Regions from separate parts of the Danio rerio genome. Here region 1 is linked to region 2. A link is a contact called in public HiChIP or PLAC-seq data. All regions are on one chromosome and are shown on one strand. Each heading gives the region's core, a stretch centred on a gene start, on an enhancer-like site or on the middle of the called end of the contact. The rest is flanking DNA. Distances are from core to core; before and after follow the strand shown. Region 1 holds the start of myofl (myoferlin like). Region 2 holds the start of unc5b (unc-5 netrin receptor B).

Region 1 (4,526 bases), core at 1,371-3,870, 110 kb after region 2:
TATTATGATTTGAAAAAAAAAACACATTTCAGAGAGGTATCTTTCAGAATATTTACTCATTATTTTAATATAATATTCAAGCTCTAATTATTCATACACCTGGAAAATTCTGACTTAATGTTATACCCAGCCTTTTTTTTTTTTACTTTTCCAAAGCATTAATTAACTAAGAGCCTCTAAATGGTTTGTTTATTCCCAAATATTGATAACAACATATCTTTATCTAATAGAAACTGTTGCAGAATAAAATAGCTTCTGTGCATTACCCATTATTTGGTAAAATTACCCTGATTTTTAATAGCGAAAACATTTGTTTTCTGAATGATTTTCTGAAAAAGAATTTTTTTTTATTTTTATAAATTACATATTAAATAGACTTTTGAAAGACGTTATCAGATATTATCAGATCTTAAAAATATGCAATTCAATAAAACACATGCATATTAGGCTACAATAGTAGGTCTACTGCAGGCAATAAACAGTAAGAAGTGCTTTTTATTTGTAGCTTTTTTAATTTATTTTTTTTATTGCTGAAACCAGGAACATACATACATAATAGTACATAAAACTAAAAATACAGTATCACTCAACAAGGGACATTGACAAAAAGTACAGTACAGTATGAAACAATGGAAAAAAATAACATTACAAAAAATAAAGAGAAGTGAGAAAAGGAAGAAGAAATATTAAAGCACTTTGCAAATACAAGGGTTAATTTAAGTTTAACCTATATGAAGATTTCAAAAGCAGATCATATTTTGACAGTTTTTAAAGCTTTCTTATTAGTCGATCCTGAAATCAACTTTATGTAGTTTTCCATATCTTTAATGAAGACCTCAAAGGCAGGTTTATTATTTTAGAATTTGCATTTGGCAATGTAAAATTTACATTTTCCTAGTTAAAAAAAATAAAAATATATATCAATTTTCATTTGTACAGAAAATTGTGGTAGAATCTTCACCTTATCAAAAAAAAAAAAAAAAAAAAAAACTATATTATTCCAAATCTGCTGTATGTAATGACATGACCAAAACAAAAGCACACTGTTTCACCAGCATTCACACAAAAAGAACAACTCAAGTCAGTGTCAACTCTAAACATTTATAGACATTTCTTGATAGGATAACGTCTGTGGATCAGTTTAAACCAGTGACCAGATTTTCTCCTAGTTAAAATTATTCTAAAGTTTTTTTTCCAAAAGAAGATACGGTATGGAGTAGAAGTTAGATTCTTAAGAAATAGTAATCTTATTTTGGGATTTTTTGTTCCTATATTCCAAAAAACACATTTGACTGACAAGAGTGTCACGTGGATTAAGGGCAGATGCTGTAACTGTTGGGGAACAGTTACAATTCCTCAGAAGTATATATATGAAGTTTATTCATGAACTAATTTTGAGAGGATCACGTGATTATGATTGAAGACGGCTGGTTCTGCATTAGCATGTATGATCCACCAATCAGGCCATTCCTAGCCCACTATAAAGAGCCAGGGTTTTTTCACCACAGTCATCTTTGTTTTGAAGAGTCCCCCCTTCCACCCCTACCTCTTCACCTTTCCTTCCATAGGGTGGCACGGTGGCCCAATGGTTAGCACTGATGCCTCACAGCAAGAACGTCACCGGTTCTAGTCCTTTAACAGGCTGGCGGTTGTTTCTGTGTGTAGTTTGCATGTTCTTCCTGTGCTCGCGTGGGTTTTCCCCGGGTCCTCCGGTTTCCTACCACATTCCAAAAACATGCACAAGTGAATTGATCAATCTAAATTTAGCACTACAATCAAACTCTCATCCTGCAGCATATCTCTTCATAGTATTCATTTTAGTTATCAGCTTCTATCAAGCAGGGAGTTGTCGAGATCTACCTGAGCTCAAGGCTCCCCTCTCGCCCTGCAAACGGGAGGGAGCCCAGGGCTCAAGGACCTTTTGAGCTCAGGGCTCTCTCCCGGGACAGCATGCCAAACTGGCTTATAATCAGTCATCAGCTAAGTGTGAACTCTTGAAAAGCCAGATCGAATGGCTCCCACGACCACCGCAAGTTCTTTTGGAGTTACAGGTGTCTGGTATTTGGAAAGAAATTTTGAGTAATAAAGTAAAAGACCTTGACTATTAAACAGCTGTTGTACCAAAACTATATTATATTACTAAAACAGTTAAGAAGTGTTTTTTTCCTCTCCACTTTATAAAGTCCTTTTGATAAACGCAATTAGACGAATAAAATATCTCGCCACACGGTGGAGCCCGAGTACAGGTACAGGTGACTTGTTGTTTGTTGTGTTTAAATAAAACTTATAAAGTTAATGGCGGAATGAATTCTGTGCAGTATGAACTGTTGTCTACACTTCACACTTCTAAACCTGGATCACCCTTACAGTTAATATATATATTTTTCAATATAGTTTACGGTACACGTGTTGATCACCTTTCGAGGCGCACCTTGAATTGAAAGTTATAATCTCCTCAGTGAAAAAAGCCTGTAAAACTATTGTTACAACTATATTCCCTATATTTGTTCTAAACCGCCACATACAATTACATTAGTCTAAAATTATTAATTATAAAAGGGAATAAATTGCTACGATGTTGCAGCGCAGAGGTCCCTCCTCTCATCAGCTCGTCTCATTTGTCTGACTGGCGCTTCCTCCTCTGATGGTCAGCAAATGTTTCTACTCTTCGTGAAGAGAATCTGTTGAGTCGATGTCTTCTGTGCAACCTTAATTCGTAACATTTGGCAACATGTTGAGGGTGGTTGTTGAATCCGCCAAAGGAATTCCTAAAAAAACTATTGGAGTTCCAGATCCTATAGCAGGAATCATCTTTAGGGGTAAGTCAGCGATTTTCCATTAGAGGTTTTGTTACAAGTTTTTTTATTTTTTTATTTACCTTATACCTTTATAATTTTCATTATTGTTAATGTGCATAACTGAAAAGTTAAGCGGAGTTTGATGTCTTTTTACAGAATATACACATGACTTTTTCTAAAGCTGCTTAACATTTTATCCTTAGTTTTTGTTTCTCAGATTTGTATCAATGATTGTTTATGGAAAAGAACACCAAATGTCCTTATAAGGGATTGGAATGGGCCATCGTTAAAAAGAAAACTTGTCCCTCCCCTACACTATAAAAAAGTGAAAATATGCAGTTGTTGAAATATATATTTCATGGGACCCTTAAATGATGTGATGTGTTACAGTCTTACTAATACATAGTACATGTTTTACTGCATGAAGCACATGGATACTTTGTAATCCTCGTTTTTAAACTAAAATAATTGTACAATTCAAGATAATAACATTATGCTGTGTTGATTATGTTAATGTCATGATTGTTTCTTTATTGGTCATAAGAGTAGAAGATTTTTGTTTAACTTTCAGGTGAAAAAAAGAAAACAAAAGCAATTGACAAGGAATTAAACCCTGTTTGGAATGAGGTCAGTTTTATATTGGATACCAAAATGATGCTGTTTAAATCAATGTGTCTTAAATGTGGCCAACCAAGACTTGATATTTTCATTTCAGATAATTGAGTTTGATTTAAAGGGGTCCCCTTTGGATTCCTCGTCATTCATTGAAGTGGTTGTGAAAGACTATGAAACCATTGGAAAAGACAAGTAAGTTTGCATCTACCACTGCTTCACTGTATGAGCCTTATTGGATTCATTTAAAGTGTAGTATTTTAATTGCTGTATGACGATGGTGTGGCGTAGATGGTATTCTACATTTGCTGAGTGGGTGGGTGTGGTGGGTTTACCTTTGCAAATCACTTCACACATGCTTATGTACATAATGTGGCGGTACTGTAAATCACTGCAGTGTAAAGGATACACCTAAGGAAGTCTTTAGAAGCATGAGACAAAAAAAAATATACATTTTGGTAGCACAACATTAGCAATTGTCTTTCTAGGTTAGTTAAAAGTACTAGCTTGGCATGAAACTCTTTAAAACCTCAGTACCACACCCAAGTACTTTGTCTAAACTTGTAGTGTTGTGTTGGAGAGACTCCTGGCGGTTCAAAGTTGCACCTTCGATCAGCCTTTTAACAAGCTTTTTGTGTGAGAGACTCATAGTCAACTCAAGCTGGGTCTTCAAACTAGTGAACATTTGGTTTGGTTCAAAAGGCAGTTTTTCTTCCATGTGGCAAGTTTTACTGCAAAGTCTGCCATGATAATGAACTTTCCATGAGTCACACAGACGACGTCTCCTTGGCTTCCTCCACCATCTGCACATACTGGATTTAGTTTGTGTTCTCTGTTGCCACATGCAGAGTAAAGAGTATCATAACAATAGAAAAGTACTGTAAGCTTGCAAAAACTTGTTCAATTTTGATGTTGACATTATTTGAATCATCAGTTTTTTGCAGGGATTTGGAAATGATGAAATGGGCTTTTCAAGCTTGCCTTTGGCCTTATTTGGAGTTTTTTAATAGCTTTTGTAGAAGAACTTTATTTGGAGGAAATTCAGGAAGTATCATGTTAGAGAGATTGTAATGATTGTAATGACTCATAGGTAAATCATGTGCAGTTTGCTATCTT
Region 2 (4,192 bases), core at 1,317-3,816:
CTTTATTTAACAGGGATCGTCATAGCGCAATGCACTGCCAATTAATCCAGCATATGTTATATGCACCAGCTGCAACCCATTACTGGGAAAAACCCATACACTCACATTTACAGACATACACTAAACCGGAGCACCCGGAGGAAACCCACGTGAACACGAGGAGACAGCATTACCCACTGCACCCCCCACCACCCCCTAGGAAAACAACATTTGAAGTGCAAATAGAACTCATAAAAAGAAATGATCCCAACCATCTTGGGCAGAGATCACTAAACTTGTTCCTGGAGGTCTGGTGTCCTGCAGATTTTAGCTCCAACCCAAATCAAACACACCTGAACAAGCTAATCAAGGTCTTACTAGGTATACTTGAAACACCCAGGCAGGTGTGTTGAGGCAAGTTGAAGCTAAACCCTAGAGGGCAACGGATCTCAGAACGAGATTGGTCACCCCTGATCTAGGACTTCCAGGACAACATAAAGAAATACACTTGCAAAAAAATTGCAGGTTATCTGTGTATATAATAATAACTTATACTTGATTGTAACTTTAACCTAATCTGATTGTAATGCAATAATGTACATCTTTTGTAAAGCTTCTCTGAAACCAAAAGCACTATACAAATAAACTTGAATTGAATTTAATGTATTTTTATTTACAATTTTTTTAGCCAGCCACCAGGGTGCGATCAAAATAGTTGTCTTCAATTTTCAGGATCCGTAAGTCACTTGTTTCTCATGTTTAAAGTATGGCATTCATGCAGCGTTCAAGTCCTCCAGAGAATTTAATATCTGCAAGTTGCCAAGTTAGCAATGTACACAAAATCAGTTTTTTTTTAACCCCACATCTACAACATGATTAACAAACAATGTGCATCAGTGGGTTTTTGCTTATTGTTATTATTCAGTTATGAAGGTTCTGCAAGAGTTGTTGTGTACTCTATCATATTGAAATTCCATTCACTGACTTATTCAAAATAAGTACCTCCTTGTGAGTTTGTATTTGTAAAGTTACAGTATATATGCGGCATACAAAAAGTATTATTATTTATTTATTTATTTATTTAGTTAGTTAGTTAGTTAGTTAGTTAGTTAGTTAGTTAGTTAGTTAGTTAGTTAGTTAGTTAGTTAGTTAGTTAGTTGATTGTTTGTTTTACATTTTTTACATACGCATGCATATGTACATACATATTTCAGGAATTTAACATTGAACCTGAAGAAAAATAAAATTAAATAAATAAATAAATACATACATAAATAAACAAACAATCAAAAGTTGTAAGTTCCCAACAATCTTTTTAAAAACGAAAAACATTTACTTTCTCTTGAAAATTTAAATTGTTGTTTGCGGTGCATTTTTAGCTATCTGCTTTAGAAATACCTGCAGATCAGGAACTGCTGCCCTTGCCAGACTCCAAGATGGCCCTGCATAGTAATTGCAGTTCAAACGATTCTGCTTCCGATCCTGGACAGCAGTTTGAATAACCTGTCTAGATTTTAGTTCCTGCTTACACAACCAAAACCAGACAGCTCTGACCGCAGTCTTCTGTAAGGATAACAAAATGAAACAAAGTGGACACAATGGACAATCAGCCTGTATTCAACTTCTGAATGGACTCGGAAAGCACATGTATGAACTGTCGCCCTCTTGTGGTGGTCTCAACAAGAAGTTCATTAATGCACTGAACCTGACTAAAATATGCTGGGAGGCATGACTGTGAATTGTGATAGTGTTACTAACACTAATCCTGAAACTAACATTAACACATCATAATCATCCGTCATTATCAAACCACCCTTAATTAATCATAATTACAGTAGATCTGTATTAAAGACATAATTACATGCTAAAGGTCAAAAGAATGTAGCTAATTCTCACCAGAATCCTTTATATTGCTTTCTAAATACGTTTTCTTTTGTAAATAAATAATTATAATAATAATTTATAATAATAATAATAATAATAATAATAATAGTAACAATAATAATTTAAAAGTCTAATGATAATATTTATATATAAATGCCAAAGTACTGCAGCTCACACTACATTAATAAACCAATATGCCTATTTAAATTACTCCATAATTTCTGTTTTGCTATAATAATTATTATTTTAAGAAAAAAATATGAATGTTTGTCCTTTCCCCGAATCCCTTAATCCGCCTCCGGGATTTCTGTGTTTCCATTCACATCTCTATTGGCGTCCCTGTTCTCCAGCGCTCAGTGTGGCTCAGTGAAGGTTGATGATTGGCTGATGGGAGATGAGAGTCTGGAGGCTCGCGCTTCATACCCGTGTCCGTGTGTTTACACTCAGTTCTCGAGATCCAGACGAGCGGCAGCGTCAGGACTATGGCGCTCCACAGATAGCAGCGGACATCTCACAACGATGGCATTATGCTTAACGCTTACGGACAACTTTTTCTTCTCGCCGCTACAGGAATAAAAGCTGCCAAGTACTTTTGTTTTCGCTTTATCCACTGTTTTCAGAGAGAAACGCGTTCTTTGTTTCAGTGGAGTTGTAAGTGAGATGAACTTTACGCTGGTTGATGCGTTTCACTACGGACGGGGTCTGCGATGTGCCTGAGCGAACATTTGGTGAAACTGTAGCTTTTACACATTTTGGGGAAAGTTCTGGACCAGGTTTCTATTAAAAACCACCACGGTGCAGCCTGTTTTTATAAGTTTGTAAAGTTCGAGGAGGAACCCGTCTCCATATTTCACACTATTTGAAGTATCCTTCACGGAGGATTCAGCGAGGCTTCAGCCGACTGGAGCGAGAGCACCTGGGGGGCGTTTGGCAGTAGCGTGACCGGGTGAAGATGCTCTCAACGTGGATACACCGCGACCAGTCTCCCGCCTCCCTGCTCGGTTTACTTCTACTCAGCTCAACCTTAGTAATACATGCAGGTACGAGCCGGTTAAATGTAACGCTTAATATTAAACACTTCCTTATACTTTCAGAATGAAACGTACGGGAAAACAGAAGTGCGTTATCAACTCACGTAGCCTTCACTCACACACACACCCAAAAACACAGATAAGTTTGGAGATAATAAGGTCGTCACTCAGGATATTGGTCGACTATTGAGAATAAATGATGCCTTTTGATTCTCTTCAGAAATAAGCAGATGACTCATAGGTCGCTTACAGTATGCTTTTTAGACCTAATTCTTTATAATATTCCATAAAAGCCTGCTACAACCTTCCACGAGAATCATGGAGGAAAAATCCATTCAGTAATGGCTTTTGTTGATCCACTTTGCTAAATGTCTTTATGCATTATCTTTGAATTATAACAGGTGGCACTGTTCATTTTAAATATTAAACTCATATAGAGTCTATCTATCTATCTATCTATCTATCTATCTATCTATCTATCTATCTATCTATCTATCTATCTATCTATCTATCTATCTATCTATCTATCTATCTATCTATCTATCTAGAGTTGTAAGGCAGTGTAATAGGTAATAATAACTAAGAATCTGATGAAGGGATGTGACTGCTGCATGTGCACTCATCTCTCTCTCCCTTCAGAGAGGAAATATTCTGTTGATCTCCTCTCTTTCTGCTTGCCGTGCTGAGCTTCCAAGCAGCGGATAAAAAGCAGAACCCCTGGTGTTCTTGGAGTAATTAAGGTTTAGCTCAATGCCTTCCTGGCTCCTGAAAGACAGAAAAAATAAACCTAGTAAAAAAGGGAAACAACATCTGAGGGAAAGCAGAGATAGTGAATTCTGAATTATAGTGTGCAGCTTAAAAATCCATTCCTGTCTGTTATTTTGCTTTTCTGATTGATGTAGCTTAGGGTTACGTTTAGCACATGAACTTGATTAGGAGCTGGTAGAAGTTTCTTTGTCTTTTTAAAAGTGGGGAATAAAGAATTTAATGCAAAAGTAGTTTATTTTTTCAAACAAAGTTTAAAAGTTGATTCTTCCCAATGACTTTAGAATAGTTTGGATGTAACAAAATTACATTGTCAGCAACGGCTGCACTGCAGGTTCATCAGAAAATCATACTGAAAACGATCTAATAAAATAACCAAACCATTTGCTGACACATCTGACAAGTTCAAGATATTATTTCCCATACAGAGGAGAAATATTCACGAGCAGATCATGTTGTGATGTGTTATTGTTTCTGCATGAAGGCTAGCTTACCTTCTGTCTGACCTTAGAAGTGACGGGAAGCAATGAAGC

Evidence for each region. HiChIP or PLAC-seq counts read pairs in DNA pulled down with a chosen protein or histone mark.
Region 1: a contact with region 2 is called in an H3K4me3 HiChIP or PLAC-seq map of gastrula embryo, with 3 times the contacts expected there. The contact joins the promoter of myofl here to the promoter of unc5b in region 2. A contact is called at or near these places in 2 of 4 datasets of contacts at active chromatin or transcription factors (embryo and gastrula embryo).

Annotation. Positions count from the first base shown.
Region 1 is chr13:32,624,332-32,628,857 of GRCz12tu, forward strand. It overlaps myofl (myoferlin like), which reads left to right and starts at 2,621. Exons shown (of 53, transcript XM_682373.11): 1 at 2,621-2,819; 2 at 3,370-3,425; 3 at 3,514-3,605. The coding sequence starts at 2,732.
Region 2 is chr13:32,514,140-32,518,331 of GRCz12tu, forward strand. unc5b (unc-5 netrin receptor B) reads left to right here and starts at 2,567. Exons shown (of 17, transcript NM_001111149.1): 1 at 2,567-2,903. The coding sequence starts at 2,816.